2 separate regions of the Ovis aries genome follow, and region 1 is linked to region 2. The links are chromatin contacts, called in public Hi-C maps. All regions are on one chromosome and are shown on one strand. Each heading gives the region's core, a stretch centred on a gene start, on an enhancer-like site or on the middle of the called end of the contact. The rest is flanking DNA. Distances are from core to core; before and after follow the strand shown. Region 1 overlaps SYNPO2 (synaptopodin 2). Region 2 overlaps SYNPO2 (synaptopodin 2).

Region 1 (5,056 bases), core at 2,309-4,808, 74 kb after region 2:
ATAGGAAACCTGAAGACAAGAAGGAGTCCTTCTAAACGCTGGGGTCTAAGAAAGCACCTTGGAAATGGTGCCATCTAAGGTGAAGCTGGAAGGAAGACAGGACTGCGTCTGGTGTGAAGAAAAGCACCTCAGGCAGACGGAAGGGTTTAAACAAAGGCAGGGACACCTCAGAATCCAGAGCGATGGCATGTGCCTGGCCTGTGGGGTGTGAGATGGAGCAGGTTAGGAAAAGGCTACAAGGGTGGGCTGTGACCATACCTCAGAGAGCTCCAAACAATAGCATGAAGTTTGATTTTTGTCCTGAAGGCAATATATGCAGGTTTTTGGGAAGAGTAGCTAAAAAGGATGTTTCATTTGTTTAATTTAATAGGTAATACAATGTTTGACTTAAACAGTATTCTTTTTTTAAAAATTGAACTATAGTTGAAGTTATACATGCCGGGAAGTGCAGCCAAAAATTTTTTTTGGTTTCATCCACGGCATAGCAGGAAAGAATCCACCTGCAGTGTAGCAGACGTGGGTTTGATCCCTGGGTTGGGAAGATCCCCTGGAGAAGGGAATGGCAACCCACTCCAGTATTCTTGCCTGGAAAATCCCATAGACAGAGGAGCCCGGCAGGCTACAGTCCATGGGGTCGCAAAGAATCAGACATGACTTAGTGATTAAACAACAACAAAATAGTTGTATTATGAGGTTGTGTTAATTTCTGCTACACAGCAAAGTGATTCAGTTATACTAGATATAAATCCTTTTTTATATTCTTTCCCATTATGGTTTATCACAGAATAATGAATATAGTTTCCTGAGCTGTACAGAAGGACCTTGTATATCTATTAAACAATATTCTTAGTAGTTAATATATCCATGGGGCACAGAATTTTAAAGGAACAAGATAGCACATAAATGTAAAATTTCCCTTCCTTCCACCCCTGTGCCCGTGCTGTTTATTCTGGAAGCAACTAATGCAACCTATTTCTTTTGTACGGAGACAACTGTTTGGTAAAATAGATAATGTCCCAATACTGGTTTGATTGTAATGGAGAAGAGAAAGATTAATGACAGAGACACTAGGTTGGCAATCACTGCAGAAGTCCAGGTGATGAAATGAGGCATTAAGTAGAGTAGTTACTCTGAATATAAGAGACTCTAAAAAGACATTTCATCATCCTTTCCTCCCTCCAATCTGTTTAGAAATGGCATGGTAGGAGTCGAAGATGACTGAAATTTTGTCTTGAGACTTGAGGAATGGTAAGGAGGGGAAGCTATTTTGTGACAAGGAGATGGGGAGGCTGTGTGGGAAAGATGAGCCCTGTTTTGGAAATTTTTGCTTGTGAAATGACAAATATTCCATTAGCCCGTGAGCCACGTAGCTTGCAAGAGAAATATATACCGGGAAGTCAAGGGCCAAGAGCTGGTAGTTAAAGCTGTGGGATCAGATGAGCTTGAGGGAGGAAGATAAAAGGGGTACGGAGGACTAAAACACTTCCACACGTAAGGGGAGAGAAGAGGAAGCCGGCTCAGTGGAGACAGAGCAGGACCTGCGTTACTGCATCCTGGGGGAGAAAGAGTTTCAAAGGGAGAGGCATGGAGTTCTGGCTAATACCTCACTGCGGGAACAGAGACGTGATACAGTAAGGAGAAGTGCTGAAAGGAAATCTGTGGACAACCTGGTGATGAGCAGATTACTGATGAGCTTTAAAGGATACCTGCTGACGAGTGGTGAGGGCGAGTCATGCAAGGGAGACAGTGAAGGGAGGCAAAGGTGCAGGGCCTTGTGAAGACCTTTCTCTCAAGAAATCTACTATGGACGGAGGGAGAGAGGAAAGGACCTGGGGAAAGGGAATAAGGCAGAGAAAGGACTTTTTTTTTTCCCCCTGCAAGTGCAGTGGAAAATGTTGACGAGAAAAGGGAGGGACAAGAAAAGGAAAAATATTTAATGGAGCAAGATGGCTGTAAGAGATCAAAGGGGAAAAACTGAAATGGAGGGAGAAAAACCGAGGAGTTGACACCTTATCACCTCAGCCCTCTCAAGAAAGAAGTTGAGCTTAGCCCCCATGCTTGAGGGAGGCTTTTGGAGGTTTGCTCCCTCACCATCAGTCTCAAAAGAGTTGTGCTGAAAGTACATCTGGTCTCTGAATAATCTTGGAAATGTATTCAAGAACTATCATGTTCTTTCTGTAGCCCATAAAGAAGAGCGGAGCAAGGGACACAGCATTCCTTCCAGATGGGCTTTGGGAGACAACCATGGGGCTCTGATATTGGAAAGAGAACGCAAACAGCAACTGCAGCTTGTCTATTAACATCCTGTGAAAACCACCAAAAGGTACGCACAAACAATTTACGGGGGAGATGCGGGAGATGAGTGGAGTCAGTATGACTCCCTGTGATTTGGGTCAGAGCAGACACTTCCCCAGAATTCATAATCGGTGATTCTCCAAGGACAGAATACAATGCCTTCCTCCTTCTCCTCCCTTTCCTTGTAAGCCTCCTTCCTTTATCTTCACTTGCCCATCCTGGATTTATTCCCAGAATACCAAAGAAAGGCAGAGAAGCAGCATTTCTGCTCAGGTTAAAAACGGTTATAATAAAGACATATTAGTTGTGAAAAACTGTGTCCTCCAAGGGGCTTCCCTGGTGGCTCAGGTTAAAGCGGCTGCCTTCAATGCGAGTAGACCCAGGTTCGATCCCTGGGTCAGGAAGATCCCCTGGAGAAGGAAATGGTAGCCCACTCCAGTATTCTTGCCTGGAGAATCCCATGGATGGAGAAGCTGGGTAGGGCTACACGTATTCCACCGGGTTGCAAAGAGTCAGACACGACTGAGCTACTACACCTTCACCATTCCCTGATTTTGTTCCCAGGTTAATATATTTTAGTTTAGCTTGTTTTGTTTTTATGCTGTCCTAGTCCTTTCTTCTTCTTTATTTTTGTAATAACATTCCAATTTTAAATCTCCCTCATATGAGTGGCTTATATTGTGCCTGCCTCAAGCAATTATATAAGAAAATTATGTAAGTACATTTAAAGTTAGACATTTATTCCTTCATTTTAAAATTTGATATGACTCCCAGGGAGTGTTTCTTATTGTTTACAGATTATTTCCTGAATTCCAATAGAGCAGTGTATGTGTAAAACCCACATTGTCCGGTTCCTTCTTAGGCAGCCTATTAGTTGGTCAAAGCACACTTCTAAGGCTATACTGCCCTCAAGTGGTCTGGCTTGAGAACAAACAACTATTTCTTTTCTGGATGGAAACCGAGTTTCTAACAAGACTTGTCTGACATAACAGTAACTTCTGACCAGAAAAACAACAAAAATTATCGTATGCCAAGTCTGAAGAGTATGAGGGAAAAGGAAGATTTTATTTCCCAATGTTCTCTCAAAAGGTATAGAGTAAAAAGTACAACAGCAAGAGCCACAAGCTTGTTTTGTTCATCATAAAGCAAAAGAGCCACAAGCTTGTTGTATTAATTTTAGACTAACTGTCTGCACATGTGTGGCCACAGGGATGTAGCTGTGGGATATGGGTTGAACTGGCTCCGTTAGGCCTTTGGGGACAATCTTCAGCTTCTCAAGGGCAACCCCCTCATCAGAACTCATGACATCATGTTCCACAACTAAGGACACGCAGTTGTTTGGAAAGAATGCATTCAGGGAAAACATTCAACTTTTCCCCATGTGGCCAAGACTCAAAAAGGAGGCCAACAATTAGGGTGATTACATTAATCACAAGATGGCTTGTGGAGGAGGGTATTGCTGTGGAGGGCCTATAATGGTAGCCCTGTGGGGACTCTGCTCTAATTGGCCACCATCAAGGCCCTCTAATGCCTATGGATAGCTTCCCACGTTGCTGGTGGAAAAAGGAAGAGACCACCCTCAAAGAGATGAACAGCCCACTCAGGATGCATTGGACTGTTCTGGGCTGCTCTGGTCGGTTGTGGGGTATTTGGCCACTCAGCTAGAGAGTCCCTCCTGGAACAGGGGGGACAGCTAAAAATGCACGCGGTGCTGTCTCTCATGGTTCGCCACACTCTTTCTGGTATTTGGGGGTGATTTCTGTTAATCGTGAAAATCCTTCAATAATGGATGTTTTTTGAGTGGGAAAACACTAGTTCTCATACACTGCTCTTTGGCTGGGCACAGAGATGAACTGGGCTGGTCCAAGTGAGTAGAAACGAGCTTTTAATTCATCCGTTATCTGGTGCTATGGGAAAGAATGCTGAGCTTCATAACTTGGGATCTAGAATCATCTCTGCACACCAGTTATGGGACCATGAGAGACTCATTTAAACCTTCTGGGCTCAGGTTCCTCATCTGCAAACGGTGACATTAGCTCAGGTCAGCGGTTTAAAGACTGCTACGTGGGTGTGCCCACAGGCTACTGCCAGGATGCAGAGTCCTTTTCCCCTCCTTCTTTAGGCAATAGCAAGCCCACTTGGATTCACTTCATAAATCTAAATTTGAAAACCACTGGATCAGATGGTCTATGCCTCTTTCCTTTCCAGCTACATTATTCTGTGGTGAGGACAGGTACTCTGAGCGGTGATGGTGACACTCACTGGTGACGTTCTTTTTCTTCTTAAGTGAAATCATATATGGCTCTCAGTCCAAATGCTTCCCTATAAAATGAGTCTCATCTGATTCTGGCATTCTGGGATGACACCAAGTGTGTGTGCTGGAAGAGGGGAGAAGAGGAAGAGGTGTGAATCACTGCGATCCCACAGCTCCTGGGGCACAGAGGCCAGGGAAGGAACTGGGCAGAGCTCACCAAGCAAACACCAGTCTAGGAGTGTAGGCATGTTAATAAGTGTGATTACACTCTATCAGGAAAATCAGCCAGAAAATGGAAGATCACAGCTAAGGAATGCTCTGGAAAAAAATACTAGGGAGCATAGGCAGAATAACAACTTTTTAAGGAAAATGATATACTAATATATATAAATACATGTCATATATATTATATATAAGATCTAATTGCAACTTTTTTCTCAGGAAGATATAAGGTCTGAATGGGCCCCCAAAGAAAAATAGCCTAAACAGAATTAAAACTTTCCAGAA
Region 2 (5,739 bases), core at 1,128-3,627:
AGGTAGAATATTACAGAAGTTTGAGGGGGAAAAAGGGACAAAACAGAGATTGAAGAGTAAAGAAAAAAGATAAATATTAAATGGTTCTTTTAAAAGATTGCTTTTTGTATGAACGCACAATGCATTTGAAATAATTTTATAAACTGGAACATGTGCGTTCTAACAGCAAAGGATAGAGATCTAGTGATTGAGGTGAAATGATTAGCCAAGAGCAGTAGAAGTTCTGCTTTACAGCATTACAAACCCTTTTCTTACTTTACCTAAGGGAGCCTGACTTCTGCCCTAGGACTAGAGGTGTCTCTGAGTTTCAGAATGCTCCCTTCTCAGGAAGAGTGTGTGTGTGTGTGTGTGTGTGTGTGTGTGTGTGTGTGTGTGTGTAGAATAGTCAGGAAGAATTATAATCATTTTACAGACACTGGAGCTAAAGCAAATCCTCTAGTCAGTGCTTCAGGGAAAAAAATTATTCTCTAACCTCCTACTCTCTCATTAGTAAAATGACATTTTCATTTTAAGCTATTTTGCTTCAGCTACTGGAATTAAAGTGAGAAGGAACAAACAAATTCTGTCTAGTCAGGTTTTAAACTGACCTTGGTTTTTAAAACACTTAGCTACATCAAAATATTCACAACACTTAAAAACCCAAATCTTCTTAAGGAGCTGCTGCTGTTGCTGCTAAGTTGCTTCAGTTGTGCCCGACTCTGTGCGACCCCATAGACGGCAGCCCATCAGGCTCCCCCGTCCCTGGGATTCTCCAGGCAAGAACACTGGAGTGGGTTGCCATTTCCTTCTCCAATACATGAAAGTGAAAAGGGAACGTGAAGTAGCTCAGTCGTTTCTGACTCTTAGTGACCCCATGGACTGCAGCCCACCAGGCTCCACCGTCCATGGGATTTTCCAGGCAAGAGTACTGGAGTGGGGTGCCATTGCCTTCTCCGCTTAAGGAGCTATGTATATGTAAAATTATAAAATCTTAAAGATGGAAAGCATTTTAGGGATCCCACAGTCAGGCTTTCATGAGGTACAGGAGTTCCTGTTACAACACACCTGATAGGCACTGCATTGGGGACACACAGGCTATGAACACGGATAAACTTGGATTCAGCCATGGAGTCTGCTACCCTACTGGCTAGGTGACTTTGGACTATTTTCTTAAGCTATCTGAGCTTTGATTTCCTTATCAGTTAAAAAAATGAGGATAATTTCCACCCAATAATGTTGTTGTGAAATTAAAACTAAATACATATACTAAGGCCTGTAACACATTTTATGGCTAATATATTAGTTCCTTTTCCATTCCTTCTCTGCAATTTTTTGAAGTTTTCTTAAATTAAACTGAAATTTACTGTCTTATGCTGCTAAGTCACTTCAGTCGTGTCTGACTCTGTGTGACCCCATAGACGGCAGCCCACCAGGCTCCCCTGTTCCTGGGATTCTCCAGGCAAGAACACTGGAGTGGTTTGCCATTTCGACTTCCATTCATTAGTCCTGTTTTTCTTTTTCACCAGTGGAGACCTTTACTCTCTCATCCATACCAAAGTGGCTCAAATACCCAGCTCTCCTACCTCCTTTTAGTCTTTACCCTTCCCACTGGTAAATGTATAAACATATATCTCATAATACAGAACTTCCAGACACATCACCATCTTTTTAGTTTTAGAAATAAACTGTACTGCATCAAAGGCCTGAAAACAATACTCTTGTTGGGATCAAAGCTGCTACTCAATGGGCCTACCCGTTCCTTTGTTCCATTCACCCCTCTAATGTCTAAACAGCCTCTTTACTGATTTAGTGTTTTGTCAATCCACCACGCCATTTGGCTCTCTTAAGTTTAAACAAAAATATTGGAATTTTTTCCTGTGATCCATAAAGTGCACAAACTTCTTTTTAGTTTTGAAGATTGTACCATCATGTTTGTTTTCTTTTTAAAAACTAATTAGCATTCAAAGTGCTTCAAAATTCTCCTTTAGTCTAGATCCCAAAATAAGACTGTTTTGATTATTGCCAGAGAGATTTCAGCTTGTTATTAGTAAGAACATTTTTGATTGGAGATAAGAGACTGTACTGCCCGACGGCCAAGGGAAGTCATACAATCCTTTTCCCCAGAGATAAGAAAAATCAGCCAAGGAACTTTGTACAGTCTCTTCTCTGGATGATAAAATTGTATCATTCTATTCCTAGAAATATTTATTCTGAGACTTGATGAGAAGCAGAGGGTCAGATAAAACCACATCTCAAGGTCCTGTTTATTCTTTTATTTAAAAAAAACAAATTTAAAAGACTGTTCAAAGCAAATTATTTGCTACAGACTGTAGAATGGCTGCCTGTGAAGCACTTTCTGATCGGAAAGGGAATTTGCTGCCACCTCCTGGGCCTTTATGATAAAGTCGTCAAGATCAGCAGCACTTCAGGGCCTGTACGCTTCAGACAATGTCAAGAGCGTTGGAAAGCAGGTGCTGTTTACAAGTCTGGCTATCCCAGACTGAATGAACTGGAAACTATTTATGGGTTTTAAAGAATAAAGTTGAATTCAGTGTTTAGCGAGTTAGAAAACTGATATTAAACTGTGGTTCGCAATCTGTTAGCATTAGAATCATCCAGGGTAAATGTTACAAAAACAAATTCCTGGGCCCCACTTTTCTTTCTTTGCTAAGTCACTTCAGTCGTGTCCGACTCTGTGCGACCCCATAGACAGCAGCCCACCAGGCTCTCCCGTCCCTGGGATTCTCCAGGCAAGAACACTGGAGTGGGTTGCCATTTCCTCCTCCAACGCATGAAAGTGAAAAGTGAAAGGGAAGTCGCTCAGTCGTGTCCGACTCTTAGCGACCCCATGGACTGCAGCCTACCAGGCTCCTCCATCCATGGGGTTTTCCAGGCGAGAGGGGCTACTAAATCAGAATTTCCATGCGGCAAGAGGAATCTTAATTTTCCCCTTGGAACAAAAGTTGGAAACCATATGTTAGGATACTGTGAAGGCAATAGTTTGCAAACACTGGAACACTGTATATCAAGGAAATAGTAGTAACTGGTGAATTGAAGTGTAACAGTGAAATGAAAAGTTCTACAAGATATATTTTGGTTTGCTCTCAATTTCAGTAATACCACCCGAAGTGAATTGTGACATTTTTCTGGATATTTCATAATGTTGTAGAATTTAAAATATATTTAGCCCATATTGAGTTTCTATGAAGAATTATAATTGGCACCATCTGATCGGAGAAAGCAATGGCATGCCGCTCCAGTACTCTTGCCTGGAAAATCCCATGGACTGAGGAGCCTGGTGGGCTGCAGTCCATGGGGTCACTAAGAGTTGGGCACGACTGAGCAACTTCACTTTCACTTTTCATTTTCATGCACTGGAGAAGGAAATGGCAGCCCACTCCAGTGTTCTTGCCTGGAGAATCCCAGGGACGGGGGAGCCTGGTGGGCTGCTGTCTATGGGGTCGCACAGAGTTGGACACGACTGAAGCAACTTAGCAGCAGCAGATAAGCATTAACAAGTAGTCCAGTGGGCCAGACAATCAGTAAACTCTGAATGTGATTAAAAAACAAACTTCCAGCTAAGGGGTGATATACTTTAAATTAGCATTTCATTTATACAGTCCAGCCTACTCCGTAGTAATTTTTTAGCTCTTGGGGATGGTTTTATGACTATTTCTTTGTCAGTCTGATATATGCTAGCACACACACACAAACCATGCAAGGAAGAGACCTTGTTATTTTTTACTTTTTAAGAAAAAGTGTAGCAAAATGGCACAAAGGGAAAACTAAAGTCAATTTAACTGTATTTGGAACGAAAGATATTTTAGATTCAGATAAAGTTTTCAGAATCTCATCTTGTGATCTTTCTCTCTTCTACATCAGTCCCAACTTCTGGTTCTGACGCAGAAGAATTCTAAAGTAACAGAAAACCCACAAAAATTCCCTGGGTTTTAAAGTCAGCTGGAATTTTAGGTTCCTCCCTATATCAGTCACTCAGCTTCTGAGAACTGTTTTTCGTCCCTTGCCCTGTGAACTGGGAGTCTACTCTGTTTAGACAGAGGTTTCACTCTTTCCGGTTTTGGAAACTGATCATGCTTCTCAGGCAAGGGGATCAATTACTCTAAAGAGGCCATTTTGCCGACCCTTTGTCCTGGGACAGTGTTGGGGCAGAGCGATAAGAACAGCTGTTTGCTGCACCTTCAGAGGCAGGCAGACTCTGTCAGAGCCCCAGCTGCTGCAGGCCTGAACTGGGTGGCTTCGGAGATTGGGATGCCACTTTCTGTGCGGTAGACCTAACTGAGCTTCAGCTATCCTCCTAGATGGGCTTCCCCCACGGCTCAGCTGCTAAGGAATACACCTGCAATACAGGAGACCTGGGTTCGATCCCTGGGTTGGGAAGATCCCCTGGAGAAGCGAATGGTTACACACTCCAGTATCCTCGCCTGGAGAATTCCATGTATAGTCCATGCGGTCGCAAAGAGTTGGACACGACTGAACAACTTTCACTTTCACATCCTGCTAGAACCTTGCTCAGGATACCAGCTATCCTATTTTGAGAATATATTTCATCTACAAGCATTTCCCCGTAAGAATTCTCTCTATATTGCCACATACACCACACTTGTTTTCTTTAATATTGGTACTTTGAACTGAACACAGTCCCTTTATAGCAGAGTCTCAAAGCTGAAATTGTTTCTTTTTTAAAAATATATGTATATATTATACCAGTCTGTTTGAATCCTGGGCTTATCCTTGTACTACAACATTTCTATACAATAGATGAAGACAAAGCAGAAAAAGTTGACCAATAGGCTGACTACAGAGCAATATAAAATATAAAGCTTAGGTAAGAAGAAAACAGTAGAGAAGAAACAAAGATCTCCCAGTAAAATACTCCTGGGGATAGATTATTCTTCGTGTCCATATCAGATTCATGCAGACATGGCTTTTTCTATTTTTGTTCTTTTAGATTCCTTAAACTGGGATTCATATGAACAAGGAAAACAAATGTTTAATTATCATGTGTGTTTTCCTTCTTGGAAGTTTTTGAAATAGTAGCTATTGTTAGTGAAGTGCCCTTTACAAGAATATTAATAGCTAACATATGTTGAATGCTTTCTCTGTGCCAGGCCCTGTTTTTTTATACACATAAACATACTGGTTTGTCTCATCTTCACAACTTGTGAGATACACCTATTATTCTCTCCATATCACAGCAGAGGGTACTGAGACACAGACACACTAAATCATTATCATTAGCTTAATGTCTTCCAACTAGCAATTCCTGGAATTTAGCAGCAGGCATTTTGGCTTACCACATGCTTTCCCGCTACAAAATGTCTCTGTATGCTTGGTGTTTATGTGTATGCCTCACCTAATCATAGGTGAATTTCACCTAAGAAATGGTTATCTTTTGCTTCCCCTAAGTCAAGTTAGGCCTTTTATATATTATTTTAATTTAAATATTTGCAGAACAATTTTTCTGCATTATTATTACTAAAATTTGAGGAATTTCTCATCACTATTTTCCCCCCTTAATTTACCTGGTATAAATTAGCATAGCTGGGCTTCCTTGGTGGCTCAGATGGTAATAAATCTGCCTGCAATGCAGAAGATGTGGGTTCAATCCCTGGGTCAGGAAGATCCCCTGGAGAAGAGAGTGGCTACCCGCTCTAATATTCTTGCCTGAAGAATTCCCTGGACAGAGGAGACTGGTGGGCTACAGTCCATGGGGTCACAAAGAGTTGGACACATCTGAGC

The links. A called contact is a pair of places that touch in the nucleus more often than the background predicts.
Region 1: a Hi-C map of tail adipose tissue shows a contact between it and region 2, with 4 times the contacts expected there. The contact joins two enhancer-like sites. A contact is called at or near these places in 5 of 16 Hi-C or Micro-C datasets (mesenteric adipose tissue, omental adipose tissue, skin fibroblasts and 1 more).

What each region holds. Positions count from the first base shown.
Region 1 is chr6:6,705,638-6,710,693 of ARS-UI_Ramb_v3.0, forward strand. The region is part of intron 1 of SYNPO2 (synaptopodin 2); the gene reads right to left. Among named protein-coding and RNA genes, the nearest start is that of TRNAE-UUC, 110 kb to the right of the region's middle. Within about 2 kb of position 3,559, at least 13 of the 54 cell types and tissues checked have an H3K27ac peak or open chromatin away from gene starts, as enhancers often do. A contact at or near this core is called in tail adipose tissue, where this site is marked.
Region 2 is chr6:6,632,939-6,638,677 of ARS-UI_Ramb_v3.0, forward strand. All of the region lies in intron 4 of SYNPO2 (synaptopodin 2), which reads right to left. Among named protein-coding and RNA genes, the nearest start is that of MYOZ2, 120 kb to the left of the region's middle. Within about 2 kb of position 2,378, at least 12 of the 54 cell types and tissues checked have an H3K27ac peak or open chromatin away from gene starts, as enhancers often do. A contact at or near this core is called in tail adipose tissue, where this site is marked.